Regions from separate parts of the Arachis hypogaea genome. Here region 1 is linked to region 2. A link is a contact called in public Hi-C data. All regions are on one chromosome and are shown on one strand. Each heading gives the region's core, a stretch centred on a gene start, on an enhancer-like site or on the middle of the called end of the contact. The rest is flanking DNA. Distances are from core to core; before and after follow the strand shown. Region 1 holds the start of LOC112784126 (iron-sulfur assembly protein IscA-like 1, mitochondrial). Region 2 holds the start of LOC112784255 (cellulose synthase A catalytic subunit 6 [UDP-forming]).

Region 1 (3,825 bases), core at 80-2,579, 280 kb before region 2:
GTACTCTATTTCCGTTTTGTATAAAAATAAAATTATAAGTCACAATAGAATTATAAATAATAAAATTTATAATATAAAATAATACTAAATAAAAGAATACAGATAGTACTAAAAAAATTATAGAATATTTTTTTTGTTTTATATTATAAAATTTATAGTACTCTTTTTTTTAATATTTATTTTATTTATATGATAAATAATTTTTATATTATTTTTGTTAGTGTTCTGATTTTTTATGTATATTATTATTTTTTGCAATTCTTACTGTTTCTTTGTTCTTAGTAATTTTTTTTATATTTGACGATTTTTTATGTCTAATATTTTTGTTTTGGTTGAAATTTTTATTTTTTATTCAGTTCAATAAAATTTATAATTATAATACTCATATATTATGTTTTATTGTAATTTTTTTATAATATAAATTATAATCTCATTTAAAAAGACAAATTAAATAAAAAATTATTCATAGGTAATAAAATATATTTTTTAATTTTAGTATAAAATATATTTTGTTAACTTTTACATGTTACTTTAATTTAGTAAATAAATATTGATTTTCTTATAAAAATATCTAAATTAAGATGATAGGATAATATATAAAAAAAAGAGGAATGTTAGGAGCCAGCAACTTTTGTGATTTGTAGTCATCAAATAGCCATCAATGATGGTTTTAATGGTGTGAAATTTGTGTGAAATTTCATCTAATGGCTCATTTTTCTTTGCTGGTTACATGCTGGCCATAATTTAACAAAGTTGCTGTCCCCCTAGAGTTTTCATAAAAAAAAATAAAAATGTTATATATACACCAAAACCAGCCACCAATGTATTTGTGTATAAATATATGTGTAATTTAATTTATTTTTAATTTGTATTTATATTCATTCTAGCATGTATTTTATACTGGTGGCCGACTTTATTGGCTGATTTTAGTGTACATCGTAGTATAACTCTAAAAAAATATTTAAATTGATGTCTCTCTTAGTAATTTTTCATCTAAAAATGATTTTGAGTAGTATAATCCAAACAATATTTATTTTACTATAATTTATTTTGATATAAAGATTGTCAAATATAAATCACATTAACATAAACTTATTTTTTATCAAAATCAATTTTACAAAATCAATTTTATACAAAATTCTATTTGTAAATTATAATTCAAACACATACTTTGTTTTTTTATAGTTTATTTAAATTCACGTTAAGCTTTTTAAAATTTTAATATTTATTCAATGAATTCATTTTGAAATTGATATAAAAAAATTTCAAAAGTAATTTAACATTAATTTAAATCATCATATAAAAATTATATCATTATATAAATTGTTATACAAATGTATACTCAAAAATCGTTTATATGTTATACACGGTTCCACCAAGATAGTCTAAAAAAAAAAAAAAAGACTAAAAGAGAGAAAAAAAAACGGGGTTCCTTCTCTCTCACAAAGAAACCCCTTCACAATAGCTAACGCCCCCTCTCTCTCTCTCTCATCGCCGCCAGCAGCAGCAGCCAGCGCCCGGCTTCGCCGTCGCCGAACTCTTCTCCTCAGCCAGCGTCCAGCCCCGCCGTCGCTATCCTCTTCTCCTGGATCCCTTCTCCTCGCGTCGCCAGGTCTGTTCGGAGCTGGGCGTCGCCACCTCTGTCCTCGTCGTCGGCCACCCTGAACTTGTGTCTCTGTCTTCGTCGTCGAGCCTCCCGCCTCTCTCTCGTGCGCGTCAACCTGTCTTCGAGCCTCTCTCTATCCGAGTTCACTTTCCTTCCTCCCTGGCCGTCACTTCCCTTCCTCCCTCGCCGCCGTAAGCAAAACTGCTTCAATTTATGTTTTCTTGTTTTGTTAATTTGACCGAGTTGCTGAAATCTGATTCTGAGTTGCTGATTTTTCTGCTTTTGTTCATTTTTATTTATTTTGTTAAATTTGGATGGATGATGGTTGATGGTGTTTTGTTAAATTTTTTTAAAATAATTTTGATATTCTGAGTTGCCGATTTTCTGAAATAATTGTGTTCTAATTGGGATTGTTGCTGATGTGATTCTGAATTTAGTTTGGATGCTGAATTTGGATTTTTTGCTTAGTTTTGCTGTTTTTGGATTCTCTGGCTTTGAATGATTTTGGATGCTGAGAAGTTTTTGGATTCTGACTTTTGTTGAATAATTGATTAGTATTGAGGATAAAAATGTAATAGAATAAGATTTTCTTCAAGAAAGAGTGAAAGAAGAGGAGTTAGACTCTTGAATGTTATTCTGTTTCAGGTCAATAGCTTCCATATATATATATATAGTACAAACCTTATGTTTGGAAGTGTGATTTAATTTTTAGTTCAAAATAATATGATCTGTGTATTGATTCTTAATAATTCTGTTTTCAATTCTAAGTCTATGAATTCATTTCTTTGTTTCTTATATCACAATTAATTTTCTCCTTTTCTCATCACCATTCTGTTCTGATTCTTTTGGAGTGTTTATTTTGATTCTCAAGCAATTGAGCTTGATTAGAGCTTAGAAATTAATTAAAAATCTTTTATTATGAATATTTAATAATAAAATATGAACTAGTTACTATGTGAAATAGTAAAATTTTGAATTTTAAATTGTTGTTCTGGGGATGTTCTTGATGATGTTGTGCTGTTTTTGACATTTTAGTAACTTGTTAATTGATAAATTGTACTTTTTGTGGTTTGTTCTTGATCTTATTATTGTTATTTTGATCTTAGTTTATATTGTTGATCTTAATTCATTGTTTTTATCATTGAGTTGCTGTTAACTAAATTTTGTTATTGACTAGATGATAGTATCAATTTGGTTAAATTGGGGATAATTGTGCAGAACAATGAATGGATGGAGGATGCAGATCTTGTTTTAGTTGGTGGTTGTTTTAATTAATAGGTTGCAGTTCTAGTTCTTATTTTGTCGTTGTATTGCTATATTAACTTGTTTTGTTAACTTGTTTTGTTATGTTCTTGATCTTTCTAACTTGTTACTTTGATAAATTGTTGTTCTGGGGCGGTTCTTGATCTTGTAAATTGCGATTGTTAGGTTGTTGTGCTGCTTTTGACATTTTAATAACTTGTTAATTTGATAAATTGTACTTGTTGTGGTTTGTTTTTTATCTTGATCTTATTATTTTGATCTTAGTTTATGTTGTTGATCTTAATTAATTGTTTTTTTCATTGGGTTGCTGTTAACAAAATTTTGTTATTGGCTAGATGATAGTATCGGTCAATTTAATTTGTTGTTCTCGTTATTGCATTTTGTTTGATCTTAGTTTATGTTTTTTTGGATTTTGATTATTGATGACAAACTATGATATTGGCATTTTATGTGTTGGTTGTTTCTTTTATTATTTGACTTTTGAGTTTGTATTTGGATGATATTATAATATTGTGGTTGGTGTAATACTTTTGATTTAGATGACATTCTAAAGTTTAAATTAGATTATAATTATGTTTTGGTGTGTTCATTTATGTTTTATTTATTATTTTATTATAAAACGGTTATTCCGATTGAACCGGTTGAACCTGTAAGCCAATGAGGCAGTGAATTAGTAGCTAGAGTGGTTCAATGACCGGTTCGGTTTTTAGAACCTTGGTAAGAGCCCGACTAACCTTATGAAAACTCAAAAAAAAAAAAATCTAAAATACGAGTTTAATTTGTTTTTGAAAAAAAAAAGATTTTTTTTATTTTATAACAGAAAAAATCCTTTAACAACTTCGTTGTCCTAAAACTAAAATAATAGTGATAAACGCTGCTTCATCCATCTCCATCCATCTCCAGAAACACAACAGAATTGCAATTTGATTCCAATTCATTAACAAATAAAAACGACG
Region 2 (4,118 bases), core at 1,536-4,035:
CATACCTTTTTCAGTTTTTGGGGTCTGCATCTTCGTGCCTTCTCTTTCTGCTTTGCCAACCTCCTTTTTTGAGCTAGTGCTTCGTTCTGTTCTTGAAGAATGGCCATGATGTCATCTTCGTCGTTGTACTGCACTGCTCCTGATTCAACCGCCAATTCCCACGTCTTCCTGCTTTCAAGCATCTGCTCCTCCCGTTCCAAATCTTTTATTTTACTGTTTCCCTATTTTTCGGCGTCAGTATCCACCACACCCCCGGGCCCAGTACTGCATCCATCAAGTCATGTACCACCGACTGTTATACAATCACCCATGGCGTCTCTTCCATTCTTGACAATGCTTTGTTGAAGGTCTGTAGGTATGACTAGTATCTATCCGGGTCACTACAGGTTTGTCCACGGCTTTCTCCCCTGGCCCACCATCCCTTGGAAATTGAAACCTCACTATCGGCATCACTAGTCGGCTCGCCTCATCCGTCGTGCACTCCATGAGGGTGGTTTCCGTCGGGCAAAGCTCAAGCGCAACCTTCACCGTCGCAGGCCTGCAATCATACTCGCCTCCACGATCCCATCACTGTTCCACGGTTCTGAGCTCTCCGTTGCCGATCGAATCAGGCATACTGTCCCGGATTTGATTCGCCTGATCCACCTGATTCTGTGCAGCGTTGCAAAGCCCAGGAGTGGGTGAGAGCTCAACCCGACTTGGAGTGACCCGATCCGCATCCACCAACACCAGCCCACCACGTCCAGCATCTTTAGTATGCAACGGGCTTCTGTTTAAGCTAGTTGGGCTCAATCTACCTCCATTTGCACAATTTGCACAAAACACTCTATTGGGCCAGCCAACAAGCTTTTTTTGCTGTCCTGTTTCCCTCCAATAGTTATCTTTCTTCAGCCCATCAATGCCGTAATCCCAAGTAATAGTATTTTCGGATTCAGCATCATTTATTAGCAAATCATTATATCCTCTCAAATCAGCACTTCCTTCTAAATTAGGATCATCCGTTTCTTTTGATTTTTGAAATTGAATTGAATTGCAATAACTCCATTCATTCAATATGTTCTCAAAAATTACTACTCTACCCTCGTCCACTTCTTCTTTCCTTGGCACCGCCGTCATCAGCTCAACCACCGGATCCCTGCTTGCCACCGGAACTATGGTGCTCGAACTGCTAGCAACCAAATTCTCGCATGATTTTAGGGGACAAGAATTGTCTACCTCTCGAAGCTTACATTCCCGACCATAACTCTCCTGCCCCACCTCTTTAACTAGGACGTCGAATCCACTAGTTCCAATTGTGATGTGAATCCACTCTTTAATTGTGTCCATAATACAAGTATCGATTTGTACCCGTCCCACACTGAACGACAGGCATGATTCCGTAGCTTCGTCGCATCCAATAACTTCTCCCCAATGGCTTCCTATTATCTTGAACGTCTCTGCTGACCACGTGTGCAGAGGGACCCCAAAGCACTCTAATCATACCCTTCGAGTTTCACTACGTTCCTCCTCATCCCATCTCTAGACGTTATGAAAAAGTTGCAGCAAATTATTCATTTTGAACGTGTAGACTTCTTCTGCACTCAAAACGCTGTCAAAGGTCATGAGTGCTTTGTAGGCTCCAAGTTCTCGTACTTGTACAACCTGAGGGAAGTTCTTTCTAATTATAGTCTTCAAGGATCTATTGTCAATAGCCTTTGTAGTTCCGCCTATTAGACTCCTCTGTAGCCATTCAAGATTCTCCTTTGCCACAGGAACCTCCATCTTCTTCGTCCACCCGTTGCCATGTGGATCTTCTTTTTTCCCTGCTTCTGCCTGTCTCCTACGCTCTTCGATACTCTTCCCTGAAACCTTCAGACCCTCCTCATGTTGAGATTGATGATGAGCAATTTTCCGGCCATCGCCCTCCACTTCATGCCTCTTAACATTCTCCACTTCATTTGTTCGTCTATACCTCGCTTCTCCTACTGAAACAACCTTTTCTCGTAACCTCATTCTATTCATCTCCACAATAGCTTTTGTGGCTCCACCCTTCGTTGTATACCGGATGAACGCAAAAATGTACATATTACCATTTTTTTGTTTTCGTGAGAGATAAATATCATTTATTCGCCAGTCTAGTTGAACAAGTGGTACAGCTAGCTCTTTGATATGTCTTCAGGAAGATGATCTACAAAGATAGAGAACGATTCGTTTTCCAATCTACAGTACTCTTCTCGATTCCAAACCCTCGGATCTTTACGAAATTGCCTAATTCTACCCCTCCCTGTGTTTTCCACCCCCTCTCTCTCTCCCTCTCTCATCTCATCTTTTAATCACAAGTTCTATCTAATTATATTAATTCGAGAATGATCTATTAGGCTGCGTTTGTTTACAGAGATAGGACACTAAAACAGGGACACTGAGACACAAAATCGTGTTTGACAGAGAAGACATGGACAAAGACAATGTGTCCAGAGACACTGAATTAGTGTATTTGTGTCCATCCTGACAGGAAGAATACAGAGACACTAACAAGGAACACAACTTATTTTTTATTTTTTCTTTCATTATTCTTATTAATTTTTTATAATTATATTTTTATTGTTATATTTTTCATCTCAAATTTTTTGAATGAAAAAAATGAGAATAAATTAAATTTTTATAATTTGTTTTAGTTTATCACTAAATAAAATATAAAAATACCAAAATTTTATATTTTTATCTATCATCAGTATCTTTTCCTATCCTGTTTTTAGAAACAAACGCAGCCTTAATAATGATGCGTGGTTTAAAAGAGTTTCAACTAGTAGATATGAAGCTGCAGATCTGGAAAGCAGAAAGGGAGCTAATCACATTGGGCGATTAATGAATGAATAATGAATAATATAGTAGTAGTAAAGGCAAAGCACAGAGGCACAGTCAACAGAGTCCAGCTGTGGTCCGCACACCTATCTATCGCCTCCCCTATCCTATTGGTTTCTGAATTGTGAAGTAGTAATGAAATGTTCATGTATAGAAGGCGCGTGAGATGGAGGGAGTGAAGGTAATTTTCACAATATTTGAAAGGCCATGAATCTACGCCGCGGGAGCAGAACATACTTCCCACTATCTTCCTTTCCCTTTAATTCCAACTCCCTCTCTCTCTCTCTCTCTAAACCCACTCACTCTTTTACATTTCATACCTCTCAAAGGGGAAGACATAATTAATTTGATCTGTAGTAGAAAGGTTTTCACCCAACTCCGGTGGGGCGATACAGCCCAGCGCCACCACCATCGCCCGGGCCCCACCTTACATCACTCACATACACACTCTCTAATTTTCTTGTTTTTTTTTTTTTGTTTCCTCTTCCCCTTTTATAATATTCTCGATCTCTATTTCTCTCTCCCTCTCTCTCTATACCTTCTCTATTACGCATTTACGCGTATTCGCAACCTTCCACATAAACACTATCTATACTTTGTTTTACTCCTCTTTATTTCTTTCTTTTCTTTTTCCTTCTATCTCTCTTTCTCTCTCTGGCATAGATTGCGAACAGCCTGGTTACAGCTTCAAGAGGGAACTTGGCTTCTCAAGGAATCAAAGTACACTCACACACCAACTCCAAAAGCCTTGCCTTTCTTTCGCTCATTTATGTTACTTTTTTCGTCTTAACCTCCAGAGTTACTTGCATCGAACGGAGAAATAGTCCATTTTGGTTTTCATGTATGCGTGTCTTCTAGGATCTTCTCTCAGAGCCTGTATTGATAGCAGCATTGGGTGATTTTGGTGTTGATCTAAACAACATTGACTGGTAATAGTGATGCACACTGGTGGTAGACTCGTTGCTGGTTCCCACAACAGGAACGAGTTCGTCCTCATCAATGCCGATGAGAATGCAAGAGTAAGCTCTCCCATTCAATTGCATTTAATTTTTCATCTGTTCTTTCTCATTTCCATCTCAATAAAGCATTCTTTTTTTGTTCTCTTCTGGGTTTGTTGGCTGCTTCAATAATAGGGTTTGATAACTTTTTATGCAACTAATCTCTGCGTATTTTTCTTCTAATTCTTTGGCTATAAACGCAGATTTTACATATATTATTGTTTGCTTTGTTTTATTATTCTGTTCTTCTAAACTGTCGGTGGGATATGAAGTACATGA

The links. Hi-C and Micro-C count contacts between places; a contact is called where the count stands out from the background.
Region 1: a Hi-C map of leaf shows a contact between it and region 2, with 2.7 times the contacts expected there. The contact joins the promoter of LOC112784126 here to the promoter of LOC112784255 in region 2. A contact is called at or near these places in 2 of 8 Hi-C or Micro-C datasets (both in leaf).

The regions. Positions count from the first base shown.
Region 1 is chr20:109,490,047-109,493,871 of arahy.Tifrunner.gnm2.J5K5, reverse strand. It overlaps LOC112784126 (iron-sulfur assembly protein IscA-like 1, mitochondrial), which reads left to right and starts at 1,329. Exons shown (of 4, transcript XM_025827245.3): 1 at 1,329-1,797.
Region 2 is chr20:109,212,646-109,216,763 of arahy.Tifrunner.gnm2.J5K5, reverse strand. It overlaps LOC112784255 (cellulose synthase A catalytic subunit 6 [UDP-forming]), which reads left to right and starts at 2,785. Exons shown (of 14, transcript XM_025827411.2): 1 at 2,785-3,860. The coding sequence starts at 3,780.